Regions from separate parts of the Mus musculus genome. Here region 1 is linked to region 2. The links are chromatin contacts, called in public HiChIP or PLAC-seq maps. All regions are on one chromosome and are shown on one strand. Each heading gives the region's core, a stretch centred on a gene start, on an enhancer-like site or on the middle of the called end of the contact. The rest is flanking DNA. Distances are from core to core; before and after follow the strand shown. Region 1 has its middle 29 kb from the start of Zbtb18. Region 2 overlaps Sdccag8 (serologically defined colon cancer antigen 8).

Region 1 (6,578 bases), core at 3,608-6,107, 470 kb before region 2:
AGTCTAGCCTCTCAACTGCTCTGAGGAAAAGCCAGCCTCTCTCAATGAAATTCACTAGGTAGATACCATCTCTACCATTATAAATTCACTCAGAGCCTGTCTTCCTTGGAGGTGATTCAGGGCCACCATCCTCATTGATAAAACTGCTTCTGGTGATCAAAAGAGAGAGGCTCAGCTCAGAGAGAAGGCTAGCTCACAATGTGGTTGGGTTAGAGTAAGTAAAGGAAGGTAAGCCCTTAACCCATTCATGTTTTTGTTTGTTTCAAACCAATCACAATTAGGAAGCAAAATAGAAGATTAATCTATCAGCTTTGTTTTGAGCTGTCATCTTAGTCATCAAAACACATGCCCATCACACCACTAAGATAGCAGCCAGACTCAAGAACCGGGACAAGAATGGATTGCTGGATTACTGGGGGAAAAAAATGGCTTTTCCTCTCTATAAATCAAATATTGGTCACTTACTTGATCGATAAAAACATTAGCATTGGGGGTAAGGATTTTATTTAGTGAACAAAATATGGGATATATATTTAAAATTTAATTTCTGATTAATTATTATATATATTTCAATCTTGCCCAAGATACTTTAAATGCAGGGAAATGCTTGGGAAATGCTTATATAAAATAATTATTAAACAGTCTTTCATTATGTTAAATTCAGATTTTAAATGGATGTCTGATTTTTTTTTTAAATCTGGCAGCTTAAATTGCACAGTACTCCAAGGAGCTAAAGGGGTCTGCAACCCTATAGGTGGAACGACAATATGAACTAACCAGTACCCCCTGAGCTCGTGTCTCTAGCTGCATATGTAGCAGAAGATAGCCTCGTTGGCCATCATTGGGAAGAGAGGCCCCTTGGTCTTGCAAACTTTATATGCCCCAGTACAGAGGAACGCCAGGGCCAAGAAGTGGGAGTGAGTGGGTAGGGGAGTGGGGGGGGAGGGTATGGGGGACTTTTGGGATAGCATTTTAAATGTAAATGAAGAAAATACATAATAAAAAATTAGATATTAAAAAAATTGCACAGTACTAGTACTTATGGATGCTAATCTATGTTTTTTCCCCCTAAAGTAGCGTAATAGGAGAGAACAATAAGCATGTAACAGAGGTACAGTCTTGTAGTTTGGGTCTGGCCTGGGTATGGCACCACATATGCAGCAAGGGAACCTCCAGCTCAGGTCCCTGGGAGCCCAAAGGCAGCTTGTCCCCCACCCTGTTGACAGGCTCATACACATACAAGCAGCCATTGCTTCTCTTTTAAAAAGTGTGATAAAATGTATATAATTTTAAATTTACCATGTTAACTTCACTCCCCTGTGTCTGCTCAGCCCCTGGCAAGGCTCATTCTATTTACTGTCTGTAAATATGGCCACCTTAGATACTTCATAAAGGTGGCATCATAATGCAGTTTTTGACTCTCCGTGTCTGGCCTGTTCCACTCAGCTTGGTCTCTCGAGGCTCAGGTCTCATCTATGTTGTGGCATGAACCTAATCTCCATTCTTTTCAAGGCCGAATTGTATAATATATAATAATTATTCCCATTCTTGCTTTTCCACTGACCATTCCATTGACTATTTTCTATTCAATGGATACTTGAATTACATTCAACCTTTGTCTGTTATGAGTGATGCTGCTTGAACAAGTATCTGCTCAAGATCTTGTTTTCAATTCCTTTGGGTTTATACCTACAAGAATAATTGCTGGATCATACAGTAATTATAGTTTTCAAAAAGTTTGTGATTTTAGGGCTTCACAGCAGAATCTTGCACATGCTAGGCAAAATGCCTAGGCTGCTCCCCTAGCTATAGACAGGGTTTTTCATTTTTTGAGAGACCACCACACTGGTTTTTCAGCATGAATGCGACACTTTATCTTTCCACCAATATTATGCATCCTTGACAACATTTGTACTTTCTGTTTTTCTATAGTGTCCATCCTAACAGATACAAAGGAAGATTGCTTATTATTTCCATGACAAAATCAAATGAAACCGTTCAGCTAATTCCTAAAAAAACAATTTGTCTGTTTTGTTGGAGTCTGAAAAGCTAATTTTATGGATCTCTTTACACCTTTAAAAAATATTTATTTTTGTTTATATGTGTGTGTCACGCATGTATATGCCTAGAGAGGCCAGGAGCATCAAATCCCCTGGAGCTGGCGTGCAGGGGGTTGTGAGCTGCCAGCAATGGGTCCTGAGAACAGAACCAGAGTCCTCTAGAAGACTAGCAAGCACTCTTAACTGCTGAGCTAGCTCTCCAACCTCTGGACCTATATATTTAAAATCAATTCCAGATGGCTAACTATATAGTTATTTTAGTATTTTAGAAAATAAAATGACAAGAAGAAAATATACAGACCCAAGTTTTTAAATACTTTCTATTTTTTGTTGTTTTAATCTTGGATGTGGGAAACACTTCGTTTTTTTTAATGGCTAAATAAAATTCCTTTATATTGGTATACTATAGTTTATCTATGGCATTTGGATTGTATCCATCTTTGGCTGTTATATATGTTCATGTACAACTTTTTATGTGGTTATGTGTTTCCATGTCTCTTGGAATACTTTCTTAGTCTCCTGGGCTGCTGTAACAGCTGGGTGGCTGTGGACAATTGAAATTTATTTCCCCAAGTCCTAGAGGCTGGAAAGCCCAAGATCAAGATGCTAGCTTATTGGATGTCCAATGGGGACTCATTCTTCACAGAGGGGAAGGAAAAGGGAGTTCTCTGAGGCATCTTTCAAGAGTGTACTAACCCCACCTACAATGGTGGTGCTTTCGTGACCTAATAATGTCCTGAAGACACCACCTCCAAGTCACATTGAGCTTTTGGATTTAACACACCAGTTTTAGTATAAAAATGGCCAGTCTGAGGTACATATCTGGGAATGGAATAAGTGGATCACAGGCTGACTCTGGGTTAAATGAGTCAGGAGCAAACAGGCTGCTTTTCAGCGACCCTGGACTACTCGCTGTACGTTCTAACCGGAAACATATGATGAGTAAAGTCCAAGGACCTTAATAGTGCTCATACGACACAGTTCTTGGGGCTGGAGAGACGGCTCAGCAGTTAAGAGCACTGATTGCTCTTCTAGAGGTCCTGAGTTTAAATCCCAGCAACCACACGGTGCCTCACAACCATCTGTAATGGGATCCGATGCCCTCTTCTGGTGTGTCTGAAGAGAGTAACAGTGTACTCATATACATAAAGTAAATAAATATATTTTTTAAAAAGGACATAATTCTGATTTGTGCCTACCATTTGAGTTTTCTGTCTAGGAGAGCATCCTGCTTTATCAATACCTCACCAGGTCATAATACCACGGAGAATTAAGCAAGAACTGAACTGGAAGGTTCATCCCAACTGGCTAGTTTTTTTGTTTGTTTGTTTCTTTCTTTCTTTCTTTTTGGAACATGACATACATACTCTCTACTGGAGGAGAACAGTGATAATTAAACCTTGAGCTACAATAATGACTATCCCAGCAAGATATGCCCACAAGTGTTCTAGTTGCACAAATGTTATGGGAATCACCAACTACTTTCTGATTAACTCACAAGGTCCACACTGCAGGAGAAATGCACACCCAGTGTGAATCTGGTAAAAAAAAAAAAAAAAAATCCATGGTTGAAAAATCTCCTACGTCCCAAGGAGAAATCTTTTACTATTAGTTTGCTAAATGGATGTGGTATGCAACTGCTCTCAAAATTCGTGTCTCTGATCTCACCAGAGAAGTTTCTTTGTGCAATGGACACCAGTTAATGTAGAAACTCACAATTGACCAACGTGCAAAGAGTAAGCTTCTGTGGTTTGCTCAACCAGCCACAAATGGAGCATCTAGATTATATAAGTTGCAGGGACCAACACAGAAGAGGGCGTAGATGTGTAAAAGCTAGAGCTCAGGAAGGACTGGTATGAAACAGATTCTGGACACAACAGGACCACATATGCGCTCACAGCAGTTGCCTGCACAGTCCTGTACAAGATCAAGCCAGTCAACCTTCCAGCACGGAGTGGGGAGGGTTTCATGAGCCCTCCCCCTTAGCTGAAGAGCTATTGATAGCTGATAGATTTTTGGTTAGGTGTGGTGGCATACACCCATAACCTCAATACTCCTGAGGCAGAGACAGCATGTTGAAAGTCTACTTGGTGTATAAGTAAGACTATACACACACACACACACACACACACACACACACACACAGAGAGAGAGAGAGAGAGAGAGAGAGAGAGAGAGAGAGAGAGAGAGAGAACAATAATCAACAAACACTGCTTTCCTCCACGGGGGCAATGTAATACACTTTACCTTTAAACTGTGAAACCCCAGTGCTAAATTATTTTCTCCTTCAAGGAAGATGTAATCTCAGATTTAACCAGCACAGCGTTTGCAGGCTTACAATTAAGTCTGTAGAAGCGATTATTATCACCCTTATGGTTACAATCTCCCCCACCAAGCAAAAACCGGAGAAGGGAACACAAAGCCCCACCCAAGGAAGAAGGGAAGCAGGCAGCTAGAGTGAGCCAGGCTGGATTCTAACTTCAGAGAGCCCCATGTGTGCTTGCTATGCTCCCGCGTCTCTCTCACACAGGGACGTTTCCACGTGTCTCGGAGTTGGGCTTTTGCATTTGATTATGCTCAGAGTTCAGTTCTGCCTCATGATCTCTGTTGGCGTTCACACTGAACTTGGCTTTTTCTGGCTGGCTCCATCAAACAATAGAAGTAACCATTTGAAAAGTCCAGCCATGGGAGTGGGGTTTAGAACCACAGCAGCCAAGCTGATGCCCAGGCTGATGCCCAGGCTTGGCTTTCTTTCCGGGGAGGGGGATGCTGCTGGTTGGAGCAGAAGCAGTTCTGGGTGTGAGCAGAATGGAGAGTCTGGTACGGAATGTCTACTGGTGACTTCTGGGCTGGAGTGAGCCTTGAATTAAGTTGGTAATTCAAAGTTGCCATAGAAACCCTGTAGGAATGTCCTAACTTTTTACAGAGTGGATTTCATGCTTAAATGTTAGTCTTTTACATTTAATGGTATACGGAATAGAAGATAAAAATTAGAGAAAGGAAACACACCCCGTCTGAATCTCCTAAGATACTGAGGTCTTCTGACATTGTCACTGTCCAGCTGATGCAGGAAGAGGTGGGTTGCTACCCCTGGGAGCTGTCCAGGAGACTCCGCATGCCTTTGCGTGAATGCTGCATTCTGAAAGGCCCCGCTGTAATTCAGCAAGCCCAGCTTGCACTTGAAGCCAAATGAAATGCAAAGATCTTTTCAGCAGCAAACCTCAACCTCACGGAGGAAAATGCCAGTTAGCTAGCAATTGTGAGAAGTTCCAGCTACTATAATCACCCCTCCCCCACCTCCCATTGGATTTTACCACTCGACACCCGTGAGAAAAACATCGGGAGGCCCTTTTAAAAAATGGTTACATTATCAATTAATCTATAGTATGTTTCAAATAAATATTTCCAGTAAATGGAACAAAACCCAACATTTATATGACTTGCACCTAAATTATCATCATCTCGAAGCAGATGCAGAATGCAAGACAAGGCGGACAATCCACACTGTAATTTGCCCAGTAACATTGTCTTAGATCTAATTAGTGCTTATGCAGATCCTTTACAAAAATGTGAAAACGGCACCAGGATGTAATTGTTTAATGAATTTAGTGCAAAGCACATCTGCATAAATTCCATTTTAGCTGAAAAAACTAAGTTCAACCGCTATTTGCTCCAGAGCCAAAACATTGAGAATTGTGCTCACTGTACTGCTCTGCTGGCTTGGAGATTTCAAATAAATACTACAGAGTTAAAGCCTCCAGCTGCAGACCAGCCCATCTGTAGATGCTCATTATATTTGGCAGTATTCTAGAATGATTGTGCCTTACTGCTCGGACGGGGGCGGGGGGGGGGGGAGAGGAACCAAAAGTTTGTCAAGAAAAAAAATGGGGATATTTGCAATATTTATTACCCAGAAAAAGTTTTGAATCTGACCTTTATCCACTTAGTAAATTTTAAACACCTATTTGTATGGAGCCTTGTATGCAAATTGGAATGATGTTCTTCTCCAACAGTTAGCTGTGGCAGAAAATCATAGAATGTTGAATTTGGACATAAGTTTACTGAAATTGGAATTTGAACCTACCCTTTGCTTTTCTGAGATTTTACTTGACCCATGATCAGGGTTTAATACAAAATTCAGAACAGAGAGAGAGAGAGAAAGAGGACAGGAGGAATCAGGTAAGCTCATTATGTTGTGGTTAGTTGGGGCTGCTCTGAGTTGGTTCTGTTTCTTTCTTCTTTTTGTTGTTGTTGTATTTATTTTTTCATCAGAAATGAACTGTTAAATCAAAACTGCCTTTTCTCTTTGCTAGATCTGATTCAGATGGAGTGGGTGGGGGGCAGGGCTTGTGTATGTGTGCTAGGGAGATGTTGGGGCCTGAGTCAGCAGAATTCTATAAAATGGTAAACTGAATTTGTCCTTATTCACGGCAGTGATCCAGTTTAGGTATAATCAGCCTGAAAGCAGCATGCCCTGGTGTCCTCGCTGAACCAAACAGTATTGTTCTGTCTTTATTT
Region 2 (5,791 bases), core at 816-3,315:
TAGATGGACAATCACAAAAATATGCACACAGAGATACCTGGTTTCTCAGAAAACTTATATCAATGCATGGCACATTTTAGTAATAAATTACGGTAGAGTAAAAATGCAATTTTAAAGCCAAATTTTAGCTATCAAATAAAAATATTCTAAAGACAATGTACAATGTTACCCAATCACCTACCTGCTCTTTAGTGAGACCTTTTCCAGTTTCTTGGCTAACAAGCAGCATTCTTCTTTTAATTTTGTCAGAAATGTGTTCTGGGATGTCAGCAGTAAATACTGTTCACTTTCTAGAAATAACAATAACCCACCAATATGAGACATAAGTGGCTTTGCTCTGTAACTCTTGCCATGCACGGTGCTAACGTGCTTCAGATCACTCTGCCCTTCCTACATCCACCAGATCACTGTCAGTGTCCTAAGTGAAGGACTTGTCATCTGGCGGGACACTGAGTCTTGTGAGACATTTATTTTCATAATAAACTTGTATACCAGGAACAATTTTGATCATATCAGCTTGTGTAACATTTTAGCATGCTCATAAACTGTCAAATATCTCAAATGAAGTCATAAATGCTTATATCTTTGAAGTATGCAAGATATTATATTTTTATTTTGACAATTTTACTATAAACAGTGTCAAAAATTATCACAACCAGATAATTCGAAATTAAAGCCGAGGAATTCTCTGCTACACTGTACTTGGTGCTTGATGGTTCTTATCTGCCCATGTTTTACCCCCTTAGAGCTTGTATACACTCCAGTCATTAGGTGGAATACACAACTGTCCTTAGAAATCTTACCATACTTTCATAGTGTGTGTTTCAATAACAGTCTGGCCAGAGACTAAAGAGGGTGTGATTTGTGTGTGCATTTGCAAAATAAATGATCTTAAAGACGATTTTAACGGTCAAAACCTTTCCCAACTCTCAGGTCCTGCCCAAACTCTTGGTCCAGGATTCTACCAGCAATAGCCAAGGACAGTTTCCCCGATGAATTCCTCTTTGTGTTAGTTTAAAAAAAAAAAAATCAACAAAATCTTTTGGATTTTTTTTATTTCTTCTGGCTAAATGCTAAGGAGAAACTCTATACATGAGGCATCAGGATAGCTGACTTTATAAGTAAATAAATCCATTAAAGAACTTCAGGTTACCAATAGATGAAATCATTTTTTAACCATATCTTTAAATATAATATGCATTAAATCCTGTGAAATTCATTTGTAAATAATTTTCCCTTTTCAATTTTTACTAATGTTCGGGGGGGTGAAGCATACAGCAAACAAAGCAAAATAAATCAGGGCTCTAAAATTAAGCAACATTTTTTGTGGAAGAGACAGGATCAATTAAACTTTTGTTTTAATGGTACAATCAGCGTGGAGTATGTGGTGTAGAATTATAATGGCTGACACTGTCTTGTTTTGACTAACACTGTCTGTGAACACACAACTCAAAAGCGAAAGGAACTACATAACGCCCTGACTGCACACATCAAACTGCCTATTTTCAAAGTGCATTTTACTTTCAAATTAAAGGTAAAGAGTTACTGGCCAACTCAGTCTGCAGAATAGTGCCAACGTGATGAAAGATGGCGATTTTGGGCCAAGCTGCCAGCTGTGGTCAATGCCTTGTATTAGTGAATTTTAACAGCAGTTCTGAGAAGCTGACGAATGCAGAGGATTAAGCATCACTCTCGACTGCATTGGGGGAGGTGGGGGAAATCATACAAATGCTAAAAATGTTCGAAGCTGCAAAGATTAAATAAAGGAACATATCAATTTGGAGCCACTGAATTACATCCAGCTGCGACAGTGAATTAAGAACCGATTAATGGGTAAAGCTTTTCTCCAGTTTGGATGCTGAAGCAAACTCATTAGGCTTTTAGAGTAGCTATAATGTGTGTACTGTGGGAACTGTTCAATGCTATTCAGGAGACTCTAACTGTAAGCTCAGAGCATTTCCCGCAGAGCTTCTGATGCTATTTTCTTTATATAACATGTGTGCCTGAAAACCCAGCCAAAAGCAAGCCCTTTGTTTTTCTACTTTGTTGTGGTCTCTCTCAGCTCTACGTTTCTTGAACACAGGTAAATAAACTCATAATCCAGATGGTGCAACAGATGTGAGAGCAGCACTCTCAAGTCAACAGACAGTGGGCAATACTTCCCATTTTCTCTTTTAAACGCTAACTAATATGTAATTCGGAATCTCCGGTGCAGTTAGCATCTGCTCCCTTCGGCCAGCCAAAGGTTACAGGTGTTCCTGATGTCATTTCACAGTAAGGCGTGGGCCTGGCTTGTGAGCAAGTGCCCAGGCTCTAATCTTTCCCTACCACCCACCAGTTTTGTCGTGCTGGGTCTCCATTTGCTGTATCTTCTGTGTCAGCTCCTGTTCTCTCTGCTGGGCCTGAAGGGCTTGGGCCTTTGCTTCATTGCTAAAGCTTTGCTGAATGCTATCTTTTTCCAGTCTGCAAAACAGAGAGGAGACAGACAGAGACGTTATCTGCAGGTGCACAGACCTCCATCATTCCCCCACAGACCACAGACTGCAGACAGGTAGTACACTAAAGCAGCAGTAGCTAATCTTTCTGTAGTCTCCCCATTTTGCAGGAGAGAGAAAATCCAAAGGACTCTCTCTGTACTGTGTAGCACATACATACAAGTCCAGACAGACTCAAGGGTGACGTTTTAAAAATTCAAACAAAATCATAACAATGAAACAGTTGTATTTTATCACCTGATAATTTTTATTTGCATGTGTGTGTGTGTGCGTGTGCGTGTGTATGTGTGTGTGTGTGTGTGCGTGTGTGTGTGTGTGTGTGTGTGTGTGTGTGCGTGTGTGTGTGTGTGTGTGCGTGTGTGTGTGTGCGTGTGTGTGTGCGTGTGTGTGCGTGTGTGTGTGTGTGCGTGTGCGTGTATGTGTGTGTGTGTATGTGTGTGTATGTGTGTGTGTGTGTGTGCGTGTGTGTGTGTGCGTGTGCGTGTGTGCGCGTGTGCGTGCGTGTGTGTGTGCGTGTGTGTGTATGTGTATGTGTGTGCGTGTGCGTGTGTGCGTGTGCGTGCGTGTGTGTGTGTGTGTGCGTGTGTGTGTGTGTGCGCGCTCACACATGCCAGTGTGCAGGTGAAAAGATCACAGATGCACTTCGCAGGAACTAGTCTTCTTCCTTTAGCCCAGTGGGGCTGGGGACAGGACTGGAGCCTTTAGACTTTCACCTTACAAACACCTTTTCCTGAGGAGCCCTTGCCAGCCCTGACTGCATCTTCACAGCATGCATGCTTTCTGTTCTTTCTGTCTTGTAATATCACCAATCTTTCACCGTCCGGATGGTCGCTATTTTCTAAGACTGTGAAATTTTAGGAAGAACATGACTTAATTCTTAGTCTTGGGAAATTTTGCTTTGAAACTAAGCCTCGTAGACTACTTCTGGTTTTCTTCCAAGATGTAAGATATAACTTCAAATATACCGGCAGAGGCTGTTGAGAGGCCAGCACCACATGCCTGCTTTCATTAAGTGCTTTCATACACCAGGCTGCACACCGTGAATGGACAGCAATGTGAACAGGAGCTACTTCCCTCATCTATTCATAATGAAATTTCCTTTTGGGTCATGCTGACAGAATTGCAGCATGAGGACAACATCCTATTGGTGGCTCTCTTTATGAGAGAACTTCTTTTTGTTGTTTCATTTTATTGAGACTGATCCCTTGTAGGGAGGGAGGGTGGCCTCAAACTTGCTACGTAGCTGAGGAGTACCTTGGATTTATGATCCTCCTGACTCTACCCCACCCCCACCCCCAAGTGCTGGGTTAGACACATGCACTATCATGTCCAGTGTTGAGAAGTGCCGGGCACTCACCCCAGGGCTTTGTGCAGGTTAGGTACTTTACCTACACAGCTACATCCCCACCCAGAGAGGAACTTCCTAACAAGCTGAGGCTGAGGGGGAGCACGGCCCGTGTCACCCTGACACTGTGCTCACATTGCACGCCACATCTGAACCCTTGCTGGGTGGGTTCTTCAAGCTCTATGAGAAGCAACATGAGGGTTTCCTTCAATTAAGGGACTCAGTTATTTCCAACTCTGATCTCCTTGTGGGCATTTCTCATCCATGCTGCTTTAGTTTACTAATTGAGATATTTACTGCCTAGCCTTTGCCAAACTAAAAATAAACAGTTTCATAAAGCTATCACTACCAGTCTATGTACCGCTGTGGAACTTCAATTCACTGGCTTCTAATTATATGGCAACATAAGGAAAGCCTGTACTGAGATTGGTCAATGCGTGTGGTAGTGTTGTAGTGGAAAGCTCCAGAATGAAAACACACCCACACCTCACTCAAATGGAACCATCAGGGGTCCATGCTAAATGTGAAATAAGGTCCCTTCTGGTACTTCTAACAACAACACCCCCTGGATGTGCTCCAAGGTCTTGTCTCACACTCAGTTCCAAACTAGTATATCGCAACAAATGGATAGTCAGACGAGGCTACTTTTGCCTCCCCCTTCACACCACGTATTTTCTGGCTAAGGATCACTGCACATGTTTCTTCCTCTTCTTGGAATGCCCCAGCCCACCCAGCCAACCCCCTATATGATACACACTAGCCCTCTTGGGCAAACCTTAAAATTCTACCCTTTTTTCTCCTGTTTCTTCTAAATCAACTATTCTGCCCTGGATGACCTTGGTATGTTCTGTGTCTGCCATATAGTGATGTCATACATTTGTTATCAGTTTAAATGTCTGTTTCCTTTATAACTTTAAATTTTCTCTACCCTAAACCCAGAGCAGGACTCAGAACATAAAAAATAGGCAGGGCATGCTAAAATGACTGGATGTTTTTAAGCCCTAAGTTGCAGGACCAGGATGAGGGAGAACTGGAGGGAAAAGGAGGCAAACGAAGGGAGGGATAAGCCTTTTGGTGAAGCGGGGGGGGGGGGTGGGGGGGGGTGGGGGGTGGGGAGGATCTGTTCAAGTCTCTATAAGCAGGCCAAGCTTTTTAAGGTCTTAGAATAGAGAGCTCACACTAGTTCAGTTCTTAGTAGTACTGCATGCCATCGGTCCTACAGCTAAAAGGCCTGACTTGAGAGCATTCTGTACTCTTCTAGTGAGTGGCCATATCCGAGTCTGAGCACAAGATAGGGGCTAGAGATGTGTAAATGAGATGACTCCAAGATTCTCTGATGACTTTGCATCAGAGAAGGGAAAGCGGCATTACCAATAGTGTGGGAACAGTCAGACAGACATTGCACGAGGCCAAGGACAGACATAAATCCAACACAAGTCCCAGCAGTTAGAAGCTACTCGGTAAGTGACATTCTGAGCTGATTAAAGAAAGAACCACAGGCTAACTGAGCTATCTTCACTAAAGGCTGTTCTTCTGCCCTCTCCCAACTGCCACTCTACTTGAGAGGGTATATATGATGTTTTCCATGGGAGAAGGCATGGTGCATTGCTGTTTTCTGACTTCCAGCCCTCTGCTGTTCTCCTTTCCCCTTATAAGATCTTTCTGATTAGGCCAACTTCTCAAGAAATCTTAGACCATCAGAACTGAAAGGAAATCTCATTTTCTTTCATGTAACCATCTCAGTTTAGACCTGAACAAATAGTAAAACATAATCAACTTTGAAAACCCTGAAGGCCATAAACAATTTGAAATCCATTCATAAGTTACACAGTGAATGATTTCAATGCAGAAGTAAGAATGAAACTATCTTTGCTCAAGGAAAACTATTTTATAACACTCTAGAAATAATGTAGCAATGAACCTAAAGAATTAACTAAAAACTACTCAGGTG

What was found. HiChIP or PLAC-seq counts read pairs in DNA pulled down with a chosen protein or histone mark.
Region 1: a contact with region 2 is called in an H3K4me3 HiChIP or PLAC-seq map of embryonic basal ganglia, with 2.8 times the contacts expected there. The contact joins two enhancer-like sites. A contact is called at or near these places in 2 of 39 promoter capture datasets (the HPC-7 cell line and cranial neural crest) and 3 of 115 datasets of contacts at active chromatin or transcription factors (embryonic basal ganglia, embryonic forebrain and forebrain).

What each region holds. Positions count from the first base shown.
Region 1 is chr1:177,410,185-177,416,762 of GRCm38.p6, reverse strand. No RefSeq gene overlaps it. Among named protein-coding and RNA genes, the nearest start is that of Zbtb18, 29 kb to the left of the region's middle. Within about 2 kb of position 4,857, at least 28 of the 459 cell types and tissues checked have an H3K27ac peak or open chromatin away from gene starts, as enhancers often do. A contact at or near this core is called in embryonic basal ganglia and embryonic forebrain, where this site is marked.
Region 2 is chr1:176,942,780-176,948,570 of GRCm38.p6, reverse strand. It overlaps Sdccag8 (serologically defined colon cancer antigen 8), which reads right to left. Exons shown (of 18, transcript NM_029756.3): 14 at 2,336-2,463; 15 at 182-290. Among named protein-coding and RNA genes, the nearest start is that of Gm15423, 4.7 kb to the right of the region's middle. Within about 2 kb of position 2,065, at least 65 of the 459 cell types and tissues checked have an H3K27ac peak or open chromatin away from gene starts, as enhancers often do. A contact at or near this core is called in embryonic basal ganglia and embryonic forebrain, where this site is marked.